3 separate regions of the Mus musculus genome follow, and regions 1 and 2 are each linked to region 3. The links are chromatin contacts, called in public ChIA-PET maps. All regions are on one chromosome and are shown on one strand. The core of a region is the stretch at or near the end of the contact, and the rest is flanking DNA. Distances in the headings are between cores, read along the strand shown. Region 1 holds the start of Ankrd39 (ankyrin repeat domain 39). Region 2 holds the start of Actr1b (ARP1 actin-related protein 1B, centractin beta). Region 3 holds the start of Vwa3b (von Willebrand factor A domain containing 3B).

What was found. ChIA-PET counts read pairs in DNA pulled down with a chosen protein or histone mark.
Region 1: an RNA polymerase II ChIA-PET map of memory CD8 T cells shows a contact between it and region 3, with 5 read pairs. The contact joins the promoter of Ankrd39 here to the promoter of Vwa3b in region 3. A contact is called at or near these places in 3 of 115 datasets of contacts at active chromatin or transcription factors (embryonic stem cells, memory CD8 T cells and pancreatic cancer cells).
Region 2: an RNA polymerase II ChIA-PET map of memory CD8 T cells shows a contact between it and region 3, with 25 read pairs. The contact joins the promoter of Actr1b here to the promoter of Vwa3b in region 3. A contact is called at or near these places in 5 of 115 datasets of contacts at active chromatin or transcription factors (bone marrow-derived macrophages, effector CD8 T cells, large pre-B cells and 2 more) and 2 of 9 other capture datasets (adipose tissue and liver).

The regions. Positions count from the first base shown.
Region 1 is chr1:36,545,990-36,550,736 of GRCm38.p6, reverse strand. It overlaps Ankrd39 (ankyrin repeat domain 39), which reads left to right and starts at 3,485. Exons shown (of 4, transcript NM_026241.4): 1 at 3,485-3,651. The coding sequence starts at 3,552. It overlaps Sema4c (sema domain, immunoglobulin domain (Ig), transmembrane domain (TM) and short cytoplasmic domain, (semaphorin) 4C), which reads left to right. Exons shown (of 15, transcript NM_001126047.3): 13 at 1-69; 14 at 161-231; 15 at 369-2,098. The coding sequence ends at 1,198.
Region 2 is chr1:36,707,676-36,712,634 of GRCm38.p6, reverse strand. Actr1b (ARP1 actin-related protein 1B, centractin beta) reads left to right here and starts at 2,710. Exons shown (of 11, transcript NM_146107.2): 1 at 2,710-2,829; 2 at 4,380-4,444. The coding sequence starts at 2,782.
Region 3 is chr1:37,027,419-37,032,015 of GRCm38.p6, reverse strand. It overlaps Vwa3b (von Willebrand factor A domain containing 3B), which reads right to left and starts at 2,703. Exons shown (of 28, transcript NM_001370828.1): 1 at 2,588-2,703.

The DNA.
Region 1 (4,747 bases), core at 2,236-4,735, 480 kb after region 3:
CAGGGACCCTTACTGTGCCTGGAATGTCAACACCAGCCGCTGTGTGGCCACCACCAGTGGTCGCTCGGGGTGAGTCAGTCGTCTCTGAGTGCCAGGGCCAGGAGGGGGAGGCTAAGGTGATTGGAGTTGGATCTCTGATGCCACTTCTCTTCCCTACCAGGTCCTTTCTGGTCCAACATGTGGCGAACTTGGACACTTCAAAGATGTGTAACCAGTATGGCATTAAAAAAGGTGAGCTGTTTTCCTTTTGTTCCCTCATTTTGAGGATGGGCCCCTGGATCACAGCCAGAGTTAGTTTATCACCTCTCACTGTGGGACCTGGGGTTCCTGCATTAACACTGGGTTCTCTCTCATTTCTGCCTCTGCAGTCAGATCTATTCCCAAGAACATCACCGTTGTGTCAGGCACAGACCTGGTCCTACCCTGCCACCTCTCGTCCAATTTGGCCCATGCCCACTGGACCTTCGGAAGCCAGGACCTGCCTGCAGAACAACCTGGCTCCTTTCTTTATGACACGGGACTCCAGGCGCTGGTGGTGATGGCCGCACAGTCCCGTCACTCTGGACCCTATCGTTGCTATTCAGAGGAGCAGGGGACAAGACTGGCTGCAGAAAGCTACCTTGTTGCTGTCGTGGCCGGCTCGTCGGTGACACTGGAGGCACGGGCTCCCTTGGAAAACCTGGGGCTCGTGTGGCTCGCTGTGGTGGCCCTGGGGGCTGTGTGCCTGGTGCTGCTGCTGCTGGTCCTATCGCTCCGCCGGCGACTTCGAGAAGAGCTAGAAAAGGGTGCCAAGGCATCTGAGAGGACACTGGTGTACCCCTTGGAACTGCCCAAGGAGCCTGCCAGTCCCCCCTTCCGTCCTGGCCCCGAAACTGATGAGAAACTTTGGGATCCTGTCGGGTACTACTATTCGGATGGCTCTCTCAAGATTGTGCCTGGTCACGCCCGGTGCCAGCCTGGGGGTGGGCCCCCTTCCCCACCTCCTGGCATACCTGGCCAGCCTCTGCCTTCTCCAACTCGGCTCCACCTAGGAGGTGGTCGGAACTCAAATGCCAATGGTTATGTGCGTTTACAGTTGGGCGGAGAGGACCGAGGAGGATCTGGGCACCCACTGCCTGAGCTCGCGGATGAATTACGACGGAAACTACAACAGCGCCAGCCGCTGCCTGACTCCAACCCAGAGGAGTCTTCAGTATGAGGGGACCCCCCCACCTCATTGGCGGGGGGGGGTCTCATGGGAGGTGCACTCTTAACTTTTGCACAGGCACCAGCTACCTCAGGGACATGGCAGGGGCACTTGCTCTGCCTGGGACAGACACTGCCCAGCATTTGCCCGGCCGTGAGGACCTGCTCAGCATGGGCACTGCCACTTGGTGTGGCTCACCAGGACTTCAGCCTCACAGGAGACACACCCTCCTCTGTGAATTTGAGACATGTGGGACCCCAGCAGCCAAAACTTTGCAAGGAAGAGGTTTCAAGATGTGGGCGTGTTTGTGCATATATGTGTTGGTATGCATGTGGAAGAATGTGTGTGTGTGTGTGTGTGTGTTGTAACTTTCCTGTCTCTATCACGTCTTCCCTTGGCCTGGGGTCCTCCTGGTTGAGTCTTTGGAGCTATGAAGGGGAAGGGGGTCATAGCACTTTGCTTCTCCTACCCCCAGCTGTCCCAAGCTTTGGGGCAGTGATGTACATACGGGGAAGGGAAGGACAGGGTGTTGTACCCCTTTTGGGGGAGTGCGGGACTCGGGGGTGGGCCTAGCCCTGCTCCTAGGGCTGTGAATGTTTTCAGGGCGGGGGTTGGGGGTGGAGATGGAACCTCCTGCTTCAGGGGGAGGGGTGGGCAGGGCCTCCCACTTGCCCTCCGGGTTCGGTGGTATTTTATATTTGCGCTCTTCTGACAGGGCTGGGAAGGGTTGTTGGGGGAGGGAAGGGAGGAGGTGGGCATGCTATGGATACTGGCCTATCCTCTCCCTGCTCTGGGAAAAGGGCTAACAGTGTAACTTATTGTGTCCCCACATATTTATTTGTTGTAAATATTTGAGTATTTTTATATTGACAAATAAAATGGAGAAAATGAAATTTAACCCTGCCACACAGATATTTTGACTCAAACCCACTTATTGACCTAAGAGGGACTCATCCTTTGGTCTGGGCCATCATGGTCTTAATGCCTGTCCGTGCATCTCTGGAGGGGCCAGCTGAGACTCAAGTGTTTTCCCACAGTGATGCCTATGGGACTGGGAGCCAGAGCAGGGCTACTCTGCTTGGGAGCTGGACTTGGCCTGGTGCCACAGGGAAACAAGGCAGAGCGTTCGGGAAGAGGAGGAGAAGGAGACGGTCTTCCCAGAACTATAGGGAGGGTGAGCAGGGAGTCAGGGGCTGAAGGAGAGGCTTCTCAAGTTGTGTGGACAGTGTCTTTATAAAGATGGAGATTAGGACAAGCTCCGTGGGAGGGGAAGAATGCTAGTCTCGAATGTCCTATCTGGGTAGGGATAGTCCCCTATTGCCACCCAGTCAGTATCAAGCCCTTGTCTTAGTGAGGGAGTGGTGTAGGCCCAGATGTTCCTGGGAAAAACAACAGGCCCAGCCTGGATTCATTTCTGAGCGCCCTTAATGAGAGCTGCCTGCCAATCGGATTTCGAGAAGGAAAATAGGAAGGAGGAAAAAAAAAAGACATTTTAAGATTTTGTGTTGTGCTAAATTTGATGCTGTTGTTGGCTGCAATTTGGACACACCTGGTTTAGATCAATCTAACCGGTACATAGGAACAGAGACCACAGTGAGCTCTCTGCCCACCCTTAGCTGCCACCCCACCCCCCACCCCCCATACACTTGGATGACCCTTGAGCAGGCTGCTGTTTCCCTGAGTGTGGGTCAGAAGAGGCTGGGAAATACTTGAGTGTGTTTCCCTTAGCTCAGTTGTCTGCCCAGTGGGTGTTGGCAACCAGCGCCCACTGAGTGGGCAGAGGCTTAAGCACAAAGGTGGTCTACCAGGTCCTTGCCCTCAGGCCACCTGCTTCCTGATGGATTGCTAAAGAACGAGGGTCAGAGTGTTAGTAGCTTTCTGGCGGGTCACTGATCTGACCATGGATGGCCTACAGCTCAAGTGATGCTTGGGAGATGAGAGAGGGACTATGGGCCGCGTCTAGAGTCCTTGTGCCCTGGGGAACCTGCGAGGCCTCGGTTCTGGCGAATGCGACATAAACACTACCAGACAGGCCAAGCTGCCTGGTCCCCTCACCCTACAAGGCGAGGCTGCACGAACTGTCCTGCCTCCTCCCGGGGAGCTCAACGGATTCCCGAGCCTTTGCTCTTCCTTGTGCTTAGTTAGCCTTGGGCGCCCTCCCGTGGTAGCAAAGCAGCAAGGCTCAGTCTATCCAGCCACACCTCACCACTTTCATTGGTTGCTAAGCTAAGGTCTAAATGCAGGATTGGTTGGCCTGGGGCGAGGAGGCGGGACTCGAAGGTCAACTACGGACGTCGAGTGGTCAACCTGGGACGGAGGGGTGGGCATTTCGTAGGAGCGCTTGGCTGCAGTCCCGGCCGCCGGGATGGCGGCGCCGCACCTTTGCGCGGATGGCTCCTGCTGCTCTCACCCTAGTGCGGTGCCCGGGGTACAGCAGACGCTGGAGGAGATGGACTTCGACAGGGGTGAGAGGGGTGAGGCGGCCGCGTTGCCGGCGGCGGGCAATCTCCAGCCCCATCTCCGGGAACGTGGACTGAAGGAGGCCTCGAACCGTGTTTGGAGCTTCCGGGCCTGGTGCAGGAAGGCTGGCTTCAAAGCGTGGCAGGAAGCCCCTCGACTACTCCGTCTCGAGTGCGGACGGGTAAATTGAGGCATTGGTTTCTGAACTGGGTCTGGAGACCAACCCAGCTAGGAGACAGCCTGGTCAGGTGACAGAGGAGCTAGGGAAAGAATCTGCAGTTGGTGGTTCGTATCCACCGGGGAGGTCAGGGCAGCTGGCCCTTGCTGCTCTCGGGTGTGAGTGTACAAGTTTTAGCAATGACAGTGATCTCGAAAGATTTACTGTGGAGCGCAGGGGTGTGACTGTTTTGTCCAAAATCATACAGAGATTTTGCTATTAGCAGTGGTCCCTGTTCTTCTGTGCCGGTTACCATGTTATCCCCAGGAACAGGTAGTTTGTGCAGTTGTAGCAAGGTTGTCATCAGTGTAGGGCTGATGATACGGAACACTTGATGGTTACCATAGGAATGGCTTCCTAGCGGGCGGCGTTTCTCTACACCTCTGCTACCCCCATCTTTTGGACTAGGGACATAATAGGACTCCCCGCTTCCTCCTCTTGAAGTGTTTTCTCCGCTGTACCTTTAGAAAATAACAAATGAGATGATTACATTTACGCTTTTTTTAATTTAAAGACTATTTATGTGCATTTAGCTCCTGGAGGCCAGAATAGGGCTTCAGATTCCCTGGAATTGGCAGTTACAGATGTGACCAGCTGAGAAACAACCCTGGTCCTTTGCAGAGCAGCCAGAGCGCTCTCTCTCTCTCTCTCTCTCTCTTTTTTTTTTTTTTTTTTGAGACAGGGCTTCTCTGTATAGCCCTGGCTGTCCTGGAACTCACTTTGTAGACCAGGCTGGCCTCGAACTCAAAAATCCGCCTGCCTCTGCCTCCTGAGTGCTGGGATTAAAGGCGTGCGCCACCACCGGCCTGGTGCAGACAGAACTCTTAACTGAGCCGCCTCTCCAGCGCCTCCTATTGCGTTTAGTTCCCCAAGCCAGACTGACT
Region 2 (4,959 bases), core at 1,461-3,960, 320 kb after region 3:
CCACAAGCATTTACTAGCTGTTCCTCTAATACTCTCCCTTTTATCATATAAAGTAAATTTTAAATGTGTATTTATCTATGCGTGTGGATGCCCTTGGAGACCAGACAATGTGGGGGTCCCCTAAAACTGAAGTTACATACAAATTGTTGTAAGGGGCTCCACCTAGGTACAGCATATTCCTCATATCTGAGCTATATCTCCAGCCTTCATATGAAGTGTGTTTGGGTTTTTTGTTTGTTTGTTGTTTTTTGAGAAAAATTTTAAAAAGATTTATTGTATGTATATAAGTATACTGTCTTCATGCACACCAGAAAAGAGTATGTATTTCATGTCACAGTGCATATGTGGCGGACAGAGGCAGACTTAGAGGAGTCATTTCTCACCCTCCACCATGTGGCACTCAAGGATTGAACTGTCAGACTTGGCGGCATGCACCACTGCACACCAAGCCATCTTGTTGGCCCAACTCTTGGCCACTACACCTAGGTTAAAAAAAACTTTTACACAAGTTGCCTAGGACAAGAGTAGGAGTCAGCAAACTTGTCCTGTTGAGAGGTAAATAGAAAATACTCTAGTGTCTGTGAGCTACAAACTTCTCTACAGTATACTCTTCTTCATAGTCAATGCTACAATCCATTAAAAATGCAAGCACCAAGCTGGGCGTGGTGGCGCACGCCTTTAATCTCAGCACTTAGGAGGCAGAGGCAGGTGGATTTCTGAGTTCGAGGCCAACCTGATCTACAAAGTGAGTTCCAGGACAGCCAGGGCTATACAGAGAAACCCTGTCTCAAAAAACCAAAAAAAAAAAAAAAAAAAGGAATGCAAGCACCATTGGAAAGACTAGTCAATGAAATTGAAAGCTAGTGTTTTGAGGAAATGCTGTGACCCTCTAATACAGCTCCTCCTGTGTGGTAACTCCCCAACCATAAGACTATTTTCATTGCTACTTCATAACAGTAATTTTTGCCACTGTTGTAAATCATAACTTGAATCCCTATCTTCCAATGGTCTTAGGGGATCCCCAAGAGGTTGCCACCCACAGATTGAGAACTGCTGCTCCCCTGCTCTAGCCTGCCTGATCAGGGTTAAAAGGGGGGGGGCATCCCAGGTGTCCAGTGAGAAGGGAAACATCTCTGTAGACACTGAAAGAAAACCCTGGATACATTATGGACAACTTTTTGCCCATTACATTTGCCCAAAGCTGACAAATTCCATGACATACAAAGTAACAAAACAATGTAACTCAAGAAGATACAGCAAGACCGCAAGTGTAGCTAGTTGGTAGAGAACTTATCTAGGTGCAGGTTCTGTGTTCAGCACACCAAAGGAGGAGGAAGAAGAGGAAGAGGAGGATGGAAAGGGGAAGCTGCCACCACCACCAGAACCAGTCTACATCTCTTTTTTAAAAACTTAATTTGTATATTATAAATATACACACTTTCTTCCCACAAAGAAAACTCAAGATCTAGGTAACTTCATGAGTGAACGCTATCAAACAGTTAAGAGATATGACCTCTCTTAAGATGATTTTCTCTGATGTTTTGCCCAACAACATAAAACTGACGCCACAAGTTTATGTGTTATTGGCTAATGGACCAGTGAAACAGAATAAAAGGTAGACAGAAACTATCAACTATTGACATAGGCACCAAGGCAATTTGAAAAAAATTTCTCTCTCTCATTATAAATTTATATAAATATAAATTATATATATATATATATATATATATATATATATATATATATATATATATATAATTTTTTGAGGCAGGATTCCACTATGTAGCCTCTGTCAACCTCTGGAACTCCGATATTGGCCTGCCTCTGCCTCCCTGTTACCAGGAATGACATGATCACACCCAGTTTCTCTTTGCCAACCCCCCACTTTTTTTTGTACATTATTTATTTTGTTTGCGAATGTGTGTGTGTGGCTGTACATATTCCATGGTGCACTTGTAGCAATCAGAATTGTGGAAGCCGGTTCTCTTTTACCATATGGGTCTCTGGGATCAAACCCCAGGTAGACAGCCTTAGTGATAAATGCCCCGATGCTTACTTGATACATGTATAAAAACTAACTCAAATTAAACATAGGTCTAAATGTAAATCTATGATACTTCTAAAATAAAATACAATTATTCACCTAGCGTTTGAATCTTATTAAATCCAAAACTGTTGCTTGGTATGGTAGTACATGCCTGTAATTCCAGCATTTGTGAGGCGGGAGAATCACAAGTTGAAGGCTAGCCTTGGTTTCACAGAGATCCTACCTCTAAAAACCAAAAAAGATGAATAAATCTAACTAAACTAACTCTCCCGTTGAAATAATCAGAGCTGACATCCTAAGAAGAGGAATGCTCACAGATGTCTCATCAAAAGAAAGACCTTCCAGTAGGTGAACTCAAAAGACTTCCTGATTTCAATAGACCTACCACCTCCTTTTTAATTCTTGCCCCCTTTAAGAACCCAGCCATGACATCATCTTACGGCCGCGCAGCCTACCTTGGCAACGCCTGGCTGTTCTTCCGGAAAGCTTCAATTGGTTAGCCGGCTCCAAGAGGCCCCTCCCACTTCCCCCAGCAACCCTCCCCGGCGCCGGCCGTCAATCAGGTCATTTGGCATCTGTGATTGGCCACGGGGCCGCGTTCGCGTAGGCAGCGCACTGGGGGAGGGGAGCGGCGCGGTGTCTGGAGTCGCATCCGTCCAGGTCTCCCCGCGAACCTTGTAGCCCGCCGGTCCTCCTGCAGCCCGCCTGCTGGGCAGGGCCGGCTCGGCCGGGCCATGGAGTCCTACGACATCATCGCTAACCAGCCCGTGGTCATCGACAATGTGAGGCCGGGCAGCGGGGGGTGGGGGAAGGACTGTGACCCGCCGCGGGGTCGCAGGCGGCGTGCGGTGGCCCACGCTGGTGGGGCCAGGGGTGGGCCTCGGGAGCACCTCCCTCGGAGTCCAGGATGTGCGGTACAGCTGATCACAGTCAGGCGGTCCTTAATGCTCTAGGCCGGTGAACGCGTCTGTCTGGGGTGGGATCGCTGGGCAAGTTAAGACCCCTGGCCCTTTGCTTGGTGGTAAGCTCTGGCCGCCTGATGGAGGTCGGCTGACATTTGACTTCTTGCACACTGCTGGCTTTATCTCTTGAAGGGCCTGGTGATCTTTACAACACTTCCCAAGGGGCTGCACCCAGAAGCAAACACTGCACGTTAATTTCCACCAGCCACCACCTGGTGGCCTCTTTGCCGCTTTAACTAACCCCCTCACTCTAAATGATCTTTTCGGAGAGTGTAGCCACTTTCCCCAGGACGGAGCAGTTTGGGGTAGTAGTTTGCAAGCCTGAAAGAAAAGAGGTCCTGCTTCCCGGGGCGTTGTCTTCCAGCCTGGGTTGTGCTTACCTTCAGTGGCCCTAGGAGCTGTCTATCCTTAGAGGCCTTGACGTGGCTGGGGTTTTCTCTAGCTGTGCCCAGAGCTGATGTGTAGGCCTTGGAGCTTTTGACGGTGACACACTTCTCTTTCTGGGAACTGACTCCTTCCCACGTGAGCCCCTGATGGCATCTTTGTGGCTGCCTTTTTTTGGAGCACCCATGTGGGCTCCCTTAAATCATAACTTGTTTATCAGAGAGGCTAGTCCTGGACTTTGGGGGTGTGCTTGGGGCAGGCTACAGTGTACATCAGGCTACCTACCTGTTTGGTGGCCAACAAGCTAATGAGCTCAGAGGCACCTGCCTGGCTGAGTTTGGGCTTGGAGCCTCTCGCTTGTTACTTGGATATGTTATTTTGGCCCTAATAGAGACTGGTAGGCAAAGGGTGTGAGTAGGTGACTCATTTACTAAGTGGAAGGTGTGTCCAGTTCATGTTGAAAGCCTAGGTCCAGCTTCCAGCAGGGACAGGGACTGCCTCTCCTCTTACTACCCAAGAAAGGTACTTGGAGACCACCAAGTGGTTCCCCTCCATGGACCCAGTATGTGGTCTCTGTCTGCTGGTGAAGACAAGGGTTCTTGAATAGAGTAAGGCTGAGGCGTAGCATCTAGCTATCTTTAAAGTGTAGCTGATTTCCTCTCCCTACAGGTACTAGCCAGAGCATTCACAGAGGAGATCTGTGGTCTCTCTTCACGGATGCCCATCTGGGGCCAGTCATTGCTGATAACCTCCACCCAACAGATGCCCCTAACAGTTCTCATCTCCCCCTTGGGTCCCCAGGACAGAAAATGCAGCCTCACACCTAGTTTTGATGTGCTAGTGCTTGCAAGTGATCTCCTTCTCTAGGTCAGGTCTCTGGCTTCCTCCCTGTCCAGCCTTGGTAGAACTGCCAGCTCTCTCCACTTGGGGACCCTGACTGCATCTTGAGTCGTTGGCAGGAGCTAAAACATTGCTTTTCCTTGCAGGGTTCAGGGGTGATCAAGGCTGGCTTTGCAGGAGACCAGATTCCTAAGTACTGTTTCCCAAACTAGTAAGTGTCACCTGTCACCTGGGGGGCGGAGGGCAGCAAGCTCCCCAGCCCCTTATTTGCTTTTGGGAAGAATGCGTCCCCTGTGGTGTTACAGCTTCCCTCTTGGAAGGCAAGTCCCTCCTCTACCTGGAAGAGGAAACACCAGATTGGTGGAGGTGACCCTGAGAGTAACTGCTGGGTCTCAGAGTCTCTTGCCTTTGTTTCTGGCTCAGCCTGTTAGGAGCAGCATCCAGCATTGCCCTGGGGATGGGGTGTGGTAAAGGCGGGAGCAGGAATAAGAGGAACCTCTCTCCAGGGAAAGAGCTAAACTCCCACAGAGAGTTGGGGGGGGGGTGTACACAGCTACCCCTTCCTCCCTGGAAAGTTTTTTTTTTTTCAGATTATTGTGGAGTTTGGGTGAACCCCTAGCCTCCAGAAAACTAAGCATACATTCTAAGCAATGCCCCCGCCAGCCCCCAGAAATGTTTTCATCAAGGTTCAGTTATGTATAGCATCTAGGAACTGTTCCTGCCCAG
Region 3 (4,597 bases), core at 1,454-3,953:
TCTACGGAGACAGTAGCAAGATCTGGCCTCTGTTGTTCCTATAGAAACAAGAGAAGCTAAGAAAAATAACCTGGCTAATCTCTCTCTTCCCACAAGCATACCTCCTCCATTCTTCTCGCTGGGGGTATTTACTTGCTTTAGATTTTTAAAGGGGAGGTTTTTATACAAACTTCCCTAGTAAGGTTTTCTCACAGACTTTCATAACCGTAAAGACTGGTTAGAAGACTCATGCCTTTGGCTTTCAAGCCAAAGAAAAACATTCTTTAATTTGCTTACATTTTCAGTTAAATTGAAATGGACACATGCTTGGATCCTTTACAAAGCAATTGAATTCTCCAACTTTGTGACAACACAAGTCCCAGCCTCTATGGGGACTTGGGTGACTTTTTTAAAGTTAATTTTTAAGATGAGACTGGCTTTATCAGATCTGAGAGGATGTCTGAGTCATTCAAATTCAGATCTTTGCCTTGGGGGTTTATAGCCTGAGGATACTTAGAAAGTGAAGCTGCAGCCAGAGAATAAGAGGAAAGAAATGGAGAAAATGTGTCTCCCAGCAGGGAATGAAGAGCTAGGAAGCCTGAGGATTGGAGACTTCGATGCCTGTGTGGAGACTGTCTCCCTTCACTAACCCTCTAAAGCTACCTGAGCAACTCTACCTTTTGAAAAGTTTGCATTTGTGTCTGTATGTCTGTCTTTTTGCCATATGTGTGCAGCATCCCTTGGACTCTCTGGAGTTGGAATTACAAACAGAGAACCAAAATTGGGCCCTCTGGAAGCACAGCTACTCTTTTTAACCTTGAGTGTCTCCCCAGCCACCAAAGCCTACTTTTTGCTTTGAGGCTTCATCCTTGTAGCCTCAGACCCAGGTCTGTCCTCTCTAGACTAAGCAGAAGTTTGGTTGCTACCAGGACAAACTACATGAATGCCCCCGCCACATTACTGTATAACAGGCACTACCTATACTATTGAGATGGATTAAATCAGCCACTCATAGCAGCTGAGAAAATCCTGATTGTTCTCAAACAAGGCAAAGATCGGGTCCTAGAAAAGTTATGATCAGGAAGTAGCTATCCTTTTAAACACAAGACACATTGTTTTCTGGGTGTGGCTATGCTATCTATTTTCTGTGGTTACTTGGGAGTTTCCTCTGAGGCAGAGAGGATACATACTGGCAAGGTCTGCTTTATAGTGTGCAATAATGTTACCAGTGGTAAGGTTTTTGTTTTGGTTTGGGTTTTGGTATTTTGAGACAGAGTCTGACTACATAGCTCAGACCAGGCTTGACCTTGTGGCATTCTTTGCTGCAGCCTCCTGAGTGCTGGGATTACAAGTATATATACCACCACCTCTGGTTGTCCGCAGTCCTAAAAACTTGGAGTTGTCCATCGAGCCATTGAGTGCCAGGGACAGGCAAAGCTCCCAGGACAGCAGGAAGATTAAGATGGATAAGACCTTTCATCCCAACACTTAGGAAACTGAGGCAGGAGGACTGGGATCACGCTAAGAGCCCTTCTTTGTCGGCTGCTATGCACCTGCCCATAGTGAGAAGCCAAGAACAATCCAGTCACTGTTCTTACAAGCCCTGGACCAGAGTCTAACTTAGACTCTATTAATTCAATTTGGATCCTTGGTAAACGTATGATCAACACCTCCAATCTTCATCCTTGCTAGTTTCTAAAAAAAGAAATCTGTGCATGGGGGAGGGAGGGAGGGAGTAGTATGGAGGGGTAGGAGATGGGGAGGTATGTTGTGGGAGTTCTGAACTCTGATTCTTCTGGGAAGAAAGGAAGCTGGGATGAAGTTCCCTGATGTATCCTGTTACAATTCTTAACAGTCTTATTCTTTCTATCCTTAAAAGGCAAAGCTAGGCTAAGAGCATCGCCTCAGATAAACGTGGGCAGGGTTAAGGGATTGAAATGGTCTGTGGGACACACTGTTGAGAACAGGACCAAGAATTGAAAACTGGGCTCGTGGGGTGGGGGTGGGGCTGTTAGGTCATCGCCGAGAAGAAAAGAAATGGAGAACTTCTGAGAAGATTAGAAGAACAACTACATGAGGTTAAAAGTCCATATTAGAAAGTGAAAGTGATGTGAATGCCCCCAAAAACCAAGAGGCAAGCAGAGGCTTTCTCCAGACTCAAACCTTTCACTCAAGAAGATCGCTTTGAGTTTGGATTGTTAAGTTTTGATCATTGCTTCTCAGAAATGAGTTTCTAATATACTGATCAGTATGCTATGTCCTCTGACTAACTTTGGCCTCTGGATAGACAAGCATTAGGGAGCTGAGCTTCTGCAAAGAGTGGGGGTGGGGGGAGAGCCCTGGGTAAGAAGGGCTCGCACACGTCTGCGACTTTGACTCTGAAATCCAGCTCTCAAGTGGGTGCGGCCTGGCCACTGCCCTTTCCCAGCAGAAGCGAGGTCCAGCTCGGAAATTACAAACTTGTTTTTTCCCTCACACAACCAGTTGGAAACCTGGAAGATCTGGTCTAGAAGGATGGTATCCCCCACTTAGTAAGTAATCTGTCAGTTGCGAGGCCAGGCGGCTTGCGTGCGTCAGCGACCCTCCCACCCTCCAGGGCCTCACTAACCAGAGCAGGAGGTGGGCGCGGCCAGCATCCCACTGCTGGACAAGGCTGTGACTCCCCCTGATGCTGGCGAAGGGTCCCCGCCTCGGGCACAGAGTTGCGGGAGTCCAGTTTCTGTTGACAACCACATCGCTGCAGTTGCTAAGACACCGCCAATCACAGCGTGGCTCGGGATCCGGCCCCGCCCACCAATGAGCCCCTCAGAGGGAGTAAAGAGATGATGGGGACTGCGAAGAAACTGGATGTTGGTGTTGCAAAACCAATTTGGTCCACCCGGAAAGAGAGCAGCCTAAGGCTCGTCCTCTGCGCCTGACCCTGGGAAAGTTGACAGCGGCAAATATTAGAGATTAGGTTAACAAATATTCAGATGGGCAGAAAAGCAGACGACTGCCCGCTGAAGGAAGCCTGTTCTCTCGATTTACTTCCGGCAGATTACCGCAGCCCGCGCCTTTTGTTTTGATTTCTCCCTCGGTATTATAAAGAGATCCTTTCTTCATTGCGTCTTTAAGGGAAGGAAACCTAGAGTTGGAGCGGTTCGTTACAGGTGCTCAGCTAGAAGGGGTGGTCAGATGAGCGTTCACAGTTTTGCCAGATTGTAACTTTGGACACAAGAGCTGCCAGGATCAAAAAAAAAAAAAAAAAAAAAAAAAAAAAAAGATTGTGAATAAAACCTCCTGGAGAGGAGGGGGGAGGGAAGCTGTGTCCGCAGAGACTGATTTTGACTGATTAGAATTTCAGTTCTGCAGAGAGGTTAGAATGTTGCTGTTCTGAAGGCTAATTGCCTTATCTTGGGCCAGTTCTAACCCCTCTTGGAGAGCCATTCCTTGCCCACTTCTGTGACCAAACTAACCTCTTGTGACTAAAAGATAGACGGACAACTAGCCTCCACCAATCCAAAGGCTAAGAATGTCCCACAGCATCTTGAAAAGCTTTCCCCACTCTCACCGTGCCTGCTTCTCTGGTGTGCCCTCCAAGGTACTTTAAATTTATCATGATTTGTGACTTTCTTTGTTCTATGAAAAGTTCATGAAACTGCTTCCACGTTGGAACATGGAGTTTGGGGTAAACTAAATCTGTGTTGTACAGGGCCACAGCTATTCAAAATGGCTCCAGAACAGGCTTGCTTATACCCTCTAAGCTGAGAGCTGTGGTTTTTGCAAATCTACAGGTAGTACTCCTATAGGGATTCGGTACTGCACTCTACCTAATGCTTATTTAGTCTTGCCTTACAAGCATACAGATGGCTCAAAATGCAAACCTGCCATTCTTCAAGCAATCACACTCACACAAAAATGTGCTTATGAAAATCTATAAGTAAAAGATTCTATAAGGGCTGGAGAGATGGCTCAGAGGTTGAGAGCACTGATTATTTTTTCAAAGGTCCCGAGTTCGATTTCCAGCACCCACATGGTGGCTAACATCTATAATGAGATCTGATGCCCTCTTCTGAAGTGCAGGCAGAACACTGTGTACATAATAAATAAATAAATAAATAAATAAATCTTTTTTTTAAAAGAGTCTAGAGTAAGCCACATGAAGCAAACCAATAAGCAGCATCCTTCCGTGGCCTCTGCATCAGCTCCTGCCTTTGCATCGGCTCCTGCCTCCAGCTTCCAGACCTGCTTGAGTTCCTGTCCTGACTTCCTCCAGTGATGTAGTATGATCTGGAAGTGTAAGCCAAATAACCCTCCCCTCCCCCCCAAAAAAAGATTCTATAAGCCAAGTTTTGCCTTAATGTTTGAATATTAAATTGTGTTTTATATTTTTAAATTGAAGAGCTGGCCTTGAGTTTTTGTAAACATATATACATGTTTGTGTGTGTGTGTGTGTGTGTCTGCACATGTGTGTGGTGGGTGGAAGTCAGAGAAATCTTGTGGGAACTGACTCTCTTATTCTACCACATGGTTTCCAGGGAGTAGGATAGGGGGTGTTGAACTCAGGTTGTCAAGTTTGATAGCACCTTTACCTGTCAAGCCACACCAATGGCTCCATTTCTTTTGTTTTCTCATAGTG